2 separate regions of the Mus musculus genome follow, and region 2 is linked to region 1. A link is a contact called in public promoter capture Hi-C data. All regions are on one chromosome and are shown on one strand. The core of a region is the stretch at or near the end of the contact, and the rest is flanking DNA. Distances in the headings are between cores, read along the strand shown. Region 1 overlaps Kat2b (K(lysine) acetyltransferase 2B). Region 2 holds the start of Sult1c2 (sulfotransferase family, cytosolic, 1C, member 2).

The links. Promoter capture Hi-C pulls out the DNA fragments that hold promoters and counts their contacts.
Region 2: a contact with region 1 is called in a promoter capture Hi-C map of liver. The contact joins the promoter of Sult1c2 here to the enhancer-like site in region 1. A contact is called at or near these places in 1 of 39 promoter capture datasets (liver), 1 of 15 datasets of contacts at CTCF or cohesin (pro-B cells), 6 of 484 Hi-C or Micro-C datasets (the G1E-ER4 cell line, embryonic stem cells, liver and 1 more), 1 of 115 datasets of contacts at active chromatin or transcription factors (embryonic stem cells) and 2 of 9 other capture datasets (liver and pancreatic islet).

What each region holds. Positions count from the first base shown.
Region 1 is chr17:53,641,381-53,645,387 of GRCm38.p6, reverse strand. Kat2b (K(lysine) acetyltransferase 2B) reads right to left here. Exons shown (of 18, transcript NM_020005.4): 8 at 652-774. Among named protein-coding and RNA genes, the nearest start is that of Sgo1, 46 kb to the left of the region's middle. Within about 2 kb of position 1,732, at least 16 of the 459 cell types and tissues checked have an H3K27ac peak or open chromatin away from gene starts, as enhancers often do. A contact at or near this core is called in liver and pancreatic islet, where this site is marked.
Region 2 is chr17:53,843,085-53,847,242 of GRCm38.p6, reverse strand. It overlaps Sult1c2 (sulfotransferase family, cytosolic, 1C, member 2), which reads left to right and starts at 1,285. Exons shown (of 8, transcript NM_026935.4): 1 at 1,285-1,466.

The sequences.
Region 1 (4,007 bases), core at 483-2,982:
CAAGGGTTTCTGGCTAGAAACAGTTTCCTATAGACAACACTGCATATCTCAGAATGACCTATGGTGATGCTACTGTCTCAAGAACATGTGTACAGGACAACATCCCCAGAGAAGGAGATACACATGAAAGAAAGCTGCTTCCCCTTTAAATGCTTTAGCCAAGCCACAGAGTTTTGAGTAAGCCCAGGCAAAAGTGAATGAGACTAGCAGAAATTTGACCACCACCAAAGGATATATCTCATGGGTGCTGTAAGTTTTTATAGTTATGGGCTGGGGAGATGGCTCAGTGGTTAAGAGCACCAATTGCTTTTCTGGAGGTTCTGAGTTCAAGTCCCAGCAACCACATGATGGCTCAAAACCACTTATAATGAGATCCGATGCCCTCTTCTGGTGTGCCTGAAGAGAGCAACGGTGTACTCACATAGAATAAATAAGTCTTAAAAAAAAAGTTTTTTATAGTTATAGTTCCGTGCTGCTGGCTTGTTTGTTACACAGCAGTACACTCCCAAAGTCTAATGCAAAGAGACATCCGAACATTAATGTTGTGGGGAAACACAACTGGTAGTGGGTTTAAATCTAGCTGAGGGGCTCTGCCACTGACTGAGCTCCCAGTGTGCGCTGCAGTGCTCTCTTACTCCCTTGGTAGCTTACCCGGGTTTGCTTCAAGCCCAGAAGAGCCTCTGCATCCAGGACTTGTTCTCCCTCCATTGATCTGCTCATGGGAAGTGGAATTTGAACTGAACAATGCTGTCCCAGTAACAGGAGGACTGATTACTGCCCCAAGAGAAAAAAAAAAGGAGAGAATGTTAGGTGGCTCTTTTCTTTGACAACAAGACTCAAGGACATGTGAGACCATAAAGCCATCCTATGACTGCCTAACACCATAAACACCATGCTAAAAAAAAAACTGCAGAGCACCAAGATGCTAGACAGTCATGGAGTATAACTCACTGAACAGAGGAATGGTGTAGCCAAGTTCAAACTGATAAAATAGTGAACAAACAAGACAGTGAAGATTTTTTTCATGAAGACATATGCCACGAAGTCAATAAGGAAAGATGTTTGCGCTTTTAAAAAAAAGCCATCATGGTAGCCATCCTGATGAAACCAGGTAAAGGAAGACTGGACGTGGAGGCTGAACTTCATGAGCAGAATTGCCAAGGGTGGGGTTTGGACAAAGCCTAAAAGTTCTTCCCAGGATGAATTTTCCCTGAAGCGAAGAAAGTCAAAGGACTCCACATTAACAAGTAAGCAGGCCTCCTACCAATATTAGTAGACTAGCCTTATCCACAGCCTCTAGGGGTGCTTAATAGTCTAGAGATTATTAAAATGCTGTCTTACCAAGAAAAGAGGCCAAAAAAAAAAATGATAGGCAGTCTATCCATTAGATAATATTGCACCCAGATACACTTACTGACTTTAACAAGAACACCATTCTCATGTAAGAGAATGTCCTTTGCTCTGAGAGGAGTTGATAAGTGGGAATATTTATAATTGTGAACTGATTTCTGAGAAAATACATAATAGGCTAGGTGTGGTACTTTGAGTGACAAATGTTCTTTCTCTGTGGGCTCTTTTATATTTGGTCCAAGGCTGGAGGTGTTGTCTGCAAAGGTTATTTAACACTGACCTGCAGCTTTGCGGAAGAAGGTACGTCACTAAAGGCAGGCTTGAAGGTTTACAGCCTCACCCTACTCCCTTCCTGCCTTCTCTGCTTCCCATGAGAAGGAAACGTGATTAGCAACCTTCCTGCTCCTGCCACCAGCTCCCATACTTTTCCTGCAACCATGGACTATTGCCCTCAGAAGAGCAAGCCAAAATAAACCTTTCCTCTGAGTTGTTCTTGGACATGGTGTTTCATCACAGCAACAAAAATGATGTTGAAATAGCAGTATGAGGAGGAGTGTGTGTGTGTTTGTGTGTGTATGAGTGTGTGTGTCCGCTGCCTCAACACACACACACAGTGAATGGGAAGGGGTGGATAGGAAGGGAGCAATTCTTATTTAATATCAAGTGTGTCATTTCCTAAGACTCCAATGCTCTGTTAAGCTTATAACTGCTTTGTTTGTCTGAGTTTTTATTTCCAAATAAATTGCATTGGTGTTTTTCACTGTAGGATGTTGCTTTTGTTGGGTGTGGCACTGATTTGTAGCTGAAGAGGTGAGAGATGGTAAGTAGTGAGCACTCTCAGGAACACTTCCACATGGGTAGCCAACGAGGTCATTCACTGACATTTCTCACTGAATAGTGGTTCACTCTGCAGATGTTCCCAGCAGCCAAGTCACGGGATTCAATATGCAACCCAGGTGACAATAAGCCAGCAACCCCTGATGCTTCTAACTGTAGGCAACTGAATCACAAGAAAAATGGGTACAGTGGCACCTGCAGCTCCAGGTACTTGACAGGAAATTGCTTCAGCCCAAGACTTGAAGGCTAGTCTGAGCGACATCGAGTAATTTTGCCCTCTGCACCTCTAAAAGAAGGCTCAGAATGTGCTAAAAAGCAAAGCTGGCACACAGGCTCCGAGCATACAGGGTTCTGAATCTCGAAGTATGTGAACAGAAGCAGCTCTGGAGATCCAGAAGACACGGGAATAGCTGACAGAACTTCAAAGTCATTATTATGACAGCCATTTATCACTGTGGCACGGGTGTGCAGACAGGGCAATTTAGGTGATTACATTCTACTTTCCCAGCAAAGAACACATTGTAATTACAGTAGAACAGGAGATGACAGCTCACTCCTGACTGGCATCGAGTAATACCAGAATGAATGGCCTGACTTAAGGGTACAAGCTTAGCCACAGAGACAACCTCTGCCATAGCCAGCCTGTGCCATGGCAGTGACCTAACCCGAAGGTAGGCAAAAAAGGAGGAGTCTGATCAGGCAAAGGTCACAATGAGTTTTTACACGCAGGAAGAGATTTTCCAGAGACCTTTCATCAAAGAACTAAGCAACAATGTCACCTCAAACAGCGCATGTATGTCAAAACTCCTAGTGCATTATAAAGATGGACTTAACACTGCTAAAGATGATAGCAAAAACAATCTGGCCCCGTTGAGAAGTACTTTGCATACTGAAAGCAGAATCGCCTTCTCTCGCTCACAACCCCACCATCTTTTAGAAAATAGATGTCCCAGGTGAAGAAGCCAGACTGAGGCTTGATTCCTGGACATATCTTGCCAACAACTGTTACTGCAGTTTGAGTATGAAATGTCCCCCATAGGCTCATAGAATTAAACAATCGGTTCCTGGCTGGTAGTGCAATTTTTGGTGGTTATAAATTCATTACCAAGTGAACGCTTGCTGAAGGCAGTACACTCACTGAGGGATGGCTTTGAGGTTTTATGCCCTCACCCCAGTTTTCTGTCTCTCAATTTTCTGTGTAAGGATGAAATGTGATAGACAGCTTCCTCTGCCTGCTGTCATGATTTCCCAGTCATGACAGACTGTTCCTCTAGAATTACAAGCCAAAATACACCTCCACAAAGCCCTTTATCACCTAGATTGCTTTTTTTTTTTAAAGATTTATTTATTTATTATATGTAAGTACACTGTAGCTGTCTTTAGACACTCCAGAAAAGGGCGTCAGATCTTGTTACAGATGGTTGTGAGCCACCATGTGGTTGCTGGGATTTGAACTCCGGACCTTCGGAAGAGCAGTCGGGTGCTCTTACCCACTGAGCCATCTCACCAGCCCTAGATTGCTTTTTTATCAGAGAATTTTATTATAGCAACAGAAAAGAAAATAAATACAATTGCATTAGCATCTTCAAAAGGTCACTATCTCCTGACAGAGCTGAGCTGCCTGACATTTGATCCTCCATTAATCCGACTATGAAAACTAAGACTTCCTGTGTTTAACGTGGTTTCAACTGTTTGGTTTGTGCTTGCACTGCTCATCAACAAAACACAGTTGAAGAATTTGAGTTAGTATTTACTTGTTCTTCATTAACAGTGATGCAGATACCAGACTTACAGGCTCTAGACATCTATTTCCTTATGAC
Region 2 (4,158 bases), core at 36-2,535, 200 kb before region 1:
TGGGTTTATCTCCTTTACACTCGCCCTCAACAAATACTTGTTCAGTTCATAAATGTTACTGTTATACGGGGTAAAGAGTCTAGAGTGACACTTTGAGTATGAAAATAGTTGCATGCCATGTAGGATATCTCCACACAGATACTAGGATACAGGTTTAGAAGTTTCCAGAAGAGATTAACATAAGCTCAGTTTGATCTGAGGTAGCCAAGAACACCAAGGAATATAGTTTGTACCATGAGATGAGGTGAGCATTAGTAAACACATTTTTAAGCTCTAGGTCTAAACTTCTGTTCTGTTCCTTCTGCATGTGTGTGTGTCAATGAATATACCCTGGGAAGAAAGGGGAAAAGTCAACATTTGTAGCTACTTAGTCGGTGCTAGGTGGTTTGTTTGTTTGTTTGTTTGTTTCTTGTTTTTTCTGTTTTATCTAAGCGTACTGATTGGAGGCAGTTAGCATGCCTCACATTTTATAGATGTAGAAAGGAAATCTCTAAGAAGGTCTCACTGGATGCCTGAGACCCTGCAATCAGCTTTCTTGTTTCCCCATTACGGAATCCAATTCTATTTACTTGCCAACAGAAGAGGTCCCAAGTAACTAAGACAAACTCTTATGGTAGAAGAAAAAAAAATTTTTAGCAAGCTAGTAAGACTAAGAAAAGGGACTCATGTTCTGAAATATCTTTTAAATTTACTCATGTTTTAAGCTTCTTTCCACCATAGGCAAGGCGATGTTAAGAATTAGTTTACTTAGTGAAACCTGCTGGTTAATAATTTTTTAGTTTGGCACAGCTTGGCATCACGAGTCCTGAAAGGTGAATAGGGGCCATGTAGATCAGCCTCATGCAGCTGCTTTGAGTAACTTAATAGGGAATGCACTCATCCAGGCACAGGCTGTTTTGAGCAAAAGACTGAACGTGACAGCTTTTGGGGATTTTTCTTTTTGAATCATAAGCGTGGCTACACTCTAGGTTTTTTTTTTTTCTTTTTTTTTTTTTCCTATTTTAAACTCTATCAGACTAGAGAGAAAGAATACCAATCAGCAAGAACACGGGAACTCTACTCCAAAGCTAGAAGCTTGCACATAGTGGGGAGTCAGGTGGTCTTAGAATGGGAGGAGCAGTATGCTTTCCTCTTTGAATTTGTCTAAACAGCCTTGAGTCTGCAAGCACTGGAAATAGTGGAGGCTCAGAGACGAGCGATCACTACACTGTGAAAGTTACTTCCTCATTGGGCTGATGCCAAGGTTTGTTTCTTGTAGCCTCGACTCTGTTGATTAAGGCTCTAGCTGATCCCACTGACTGCAGAGCCTTCGAGATCGATTGCTAAAGGTTGGGTACTTTTGGCACAGTAGAATTTGAGCCTCTGTGCTTGCCAGAAATACGTCCCTCCTTCCTCTATATGTACTTTTGTACTCACTGAACACTGGGCAGTCCAGCTTTCCAATTACAGACAACTAGAGCTTGAAGGTAAGAGCACAGCTTATCTGAAATATTTGGCCTAACTTTTTGGTGTATGTTCTTTTATTTTTATTTTATTGGATATTTTATTTCTTTACATTTCAAATGTTATCCTCTTTCCCAGTTTTCCCTCCGGAACCCCTGTATCTCATCCTCCCTGACCCTGCTTCTATGAATGTGCCCACTCACCTATTTACCCACTCCTGCCTCCCTGCCCTGGCATTCCCCTACACTGAGACATTGAGCCTTCCCAGGACCAAGGTCCTCTTCTCTCATTGTTGTCCAACAAGGCCATCCTCTGCTACCTATGTGACTGGAGCCATGGGCCTGCTCCATACGTACTCTTTGTTTGGTGGTTTAGTCCTTGGGAGCTCTAAGGGAGGGGGGGGGGGTCATGTTGGTTCATACTGTTGTTCTTCCTATGGGTTGAAAACCCCTTCAGCTCCTCAGTCCTTTCTCTAACTTCTCCATTGGGGACCCCATGCTCAGTCCAATGGTTGGCTGCAAGGATCTGATTCTATACTTGCCAGACTTTGATAGAGCCTCTCAGGAGACAGCTATATTAGGCTCCTGTCAGCAAACACTTGTTGGCACCCACAATAATGTTGGGTTTGGTGTCTGTATATGGTATGAATCCCCAGGTGGGGCAGTCTCTGGATGGCCTTTCCTTCAGTCTCTGCTCCACACTTTGTCTCTGCGAGAGACTTAGTATTCAGTCATACAAGTGCTAATGTGTAAGTAGAGTAACACAAGTCAGAAAGATCCTAAGTCCCAAGAAACCTAAGAAAAATAATAAAAAGCATGTGACGCTAACACCGGCTGTATTCAACTTAGAAATTCATGCAGACACCTCTCCAAGATAGCATCTCTTTATGTACCCTGAACTTCCTCCCCACAAAGCCTCCACTCTTGTGAGCCAACTAGATTTCTCTGACTATGACTATTTCTTTACCACCCCTGACTCTCCTTTTGTCAAAGTTCCTGACTACCATCCAAGCTAGGCCTATAAAAGGGATTGGACCAGGTCTCCTGCTTAGGGACGTTACTTATATAAGCAAGTAGCTATCGAACCATGGCATAAGATCTGTAAAGTTCACATGCAAAGTTAGATCCCCTTGAAGCTGAAGGTGGGGGATTGCTATAATTTCAAAGCCTATCTGGAGGACAGTGTGAGGACCTGTCTCAGAAAACAAAATGAAAGGTTAACTCTTTCAGCTGCTTGTTGGGTCCCTCTGAGGGCAGTCATGATAGATCTCTTTTTGTGAGCATAGCATCAGTAACAGTGTCAGGCCCTGGGACCTCCCCTTGAGCTGGATCCTACTTTGGGCCTGTTGCTGAAACTTCTCCTCAGACTCCTCTCCATTTCCAACCCTGTAATTCTTTCGGACAGAAACAATTATGGGTCAGAGTTGTGACTGTGGGATGGCAACCCCACAAATGTGTACTGGAGGTTGGCTCCACAACTTCCCTCTCCCCACTTCTGATCACCTCATCAAAGGTCCCTCCCTATGAGTCCTGGGAGTCTCTTATTGTCCCAGGTCTCTGGTGCATTCTTAGGGGTCCTCCCAACCTCCTACTTCCTGAGGTTGACTGTTTCCATTCTTTCTGCTGTCCCTCAGGGCTTCTGTCCTTTTCTCTCACCCAATATTAGATCAGGTTCCCCTCTACTCCCCCACTGCCCTGCCATCCCCGTCTACATTACCTCCCAAGTCCCTACCTCCTCCCTCCCAACTTGTGATTGCTTTCTTCTCTCTCCCAAGTGGGACTGAGGCACTCTCACTTGGGCACTTCAGCTTGTTGAGCCTTCTGAATTCTTTGGACTGTATCTTGTGTATTCTGTATGGGGCTTCTTTCTTTCTTTCTTTCTTTCTTTCTTTCTTTCTTTCTTTCTTTCTTCCCTCTCCTCTCTCTGTCTCTCTCTCTCTGTCTCTGTCTCTGTCTCTCTCTCTCTCTCTCTCTCTCTCTCTCTTTTTTTTTTCTTTTGGCTAATATCCACTTATTAGTGAGTGCATACCATGCCTGTCCTTTTGGGTCTGAGTTACCTCACTCAGGATGATATTTTATAGTTCCATGCATTTACCTGCAAGCGTCAGGATGTTCTCACTCTTAATAGCTGAGTAGTATTCCATTGTGTAAATGAACCACATTTTCTGTATCCATTCTTCTGTTGTGGGACATCTAGGTTGTTTCCAGCTTCTGGCTATCACAACCCCTGTTGTTGAGTTGGGGAGGCTGAAAGAAGCCGAGGAGAAGGGCAATTCTATAGGAGGACCAGTGGCCTTGGTTAATATGGACCCCCAAGATCTTTCAAACACTGCACCATCAAACAGACAGCATACACCAGCTGACATGAGATCCCTAACACACATACGGTAGAGGACTTCCAGGTCTGCATTCATTCAGAGATGAAGCACCTAACCCTCAAGAGACTGGAGGTCCCAGGGAGTTTAGAGGTGGGGTGGGGGTGGGGGTATCCATGTGGAGATGAGGTAGGGTGGGGAGGAGGTGTGAGATGTGAAGCAGTCAGAGAGTGGATGGAGAGAGGCAGGGAAAGGAATATGGAGTAGAAAAAAAATGAATTACAAATAAAATTAAAAAGAAAAAAGCTTCCTACAGGAAAAAAGAAAGAGAGAGAGAGAAGGAAGGAAGGAAGGAAGGAAGGAAGGAAGGAAGGAAGGAAGGAAGGAAGGAAGGAAGGAAG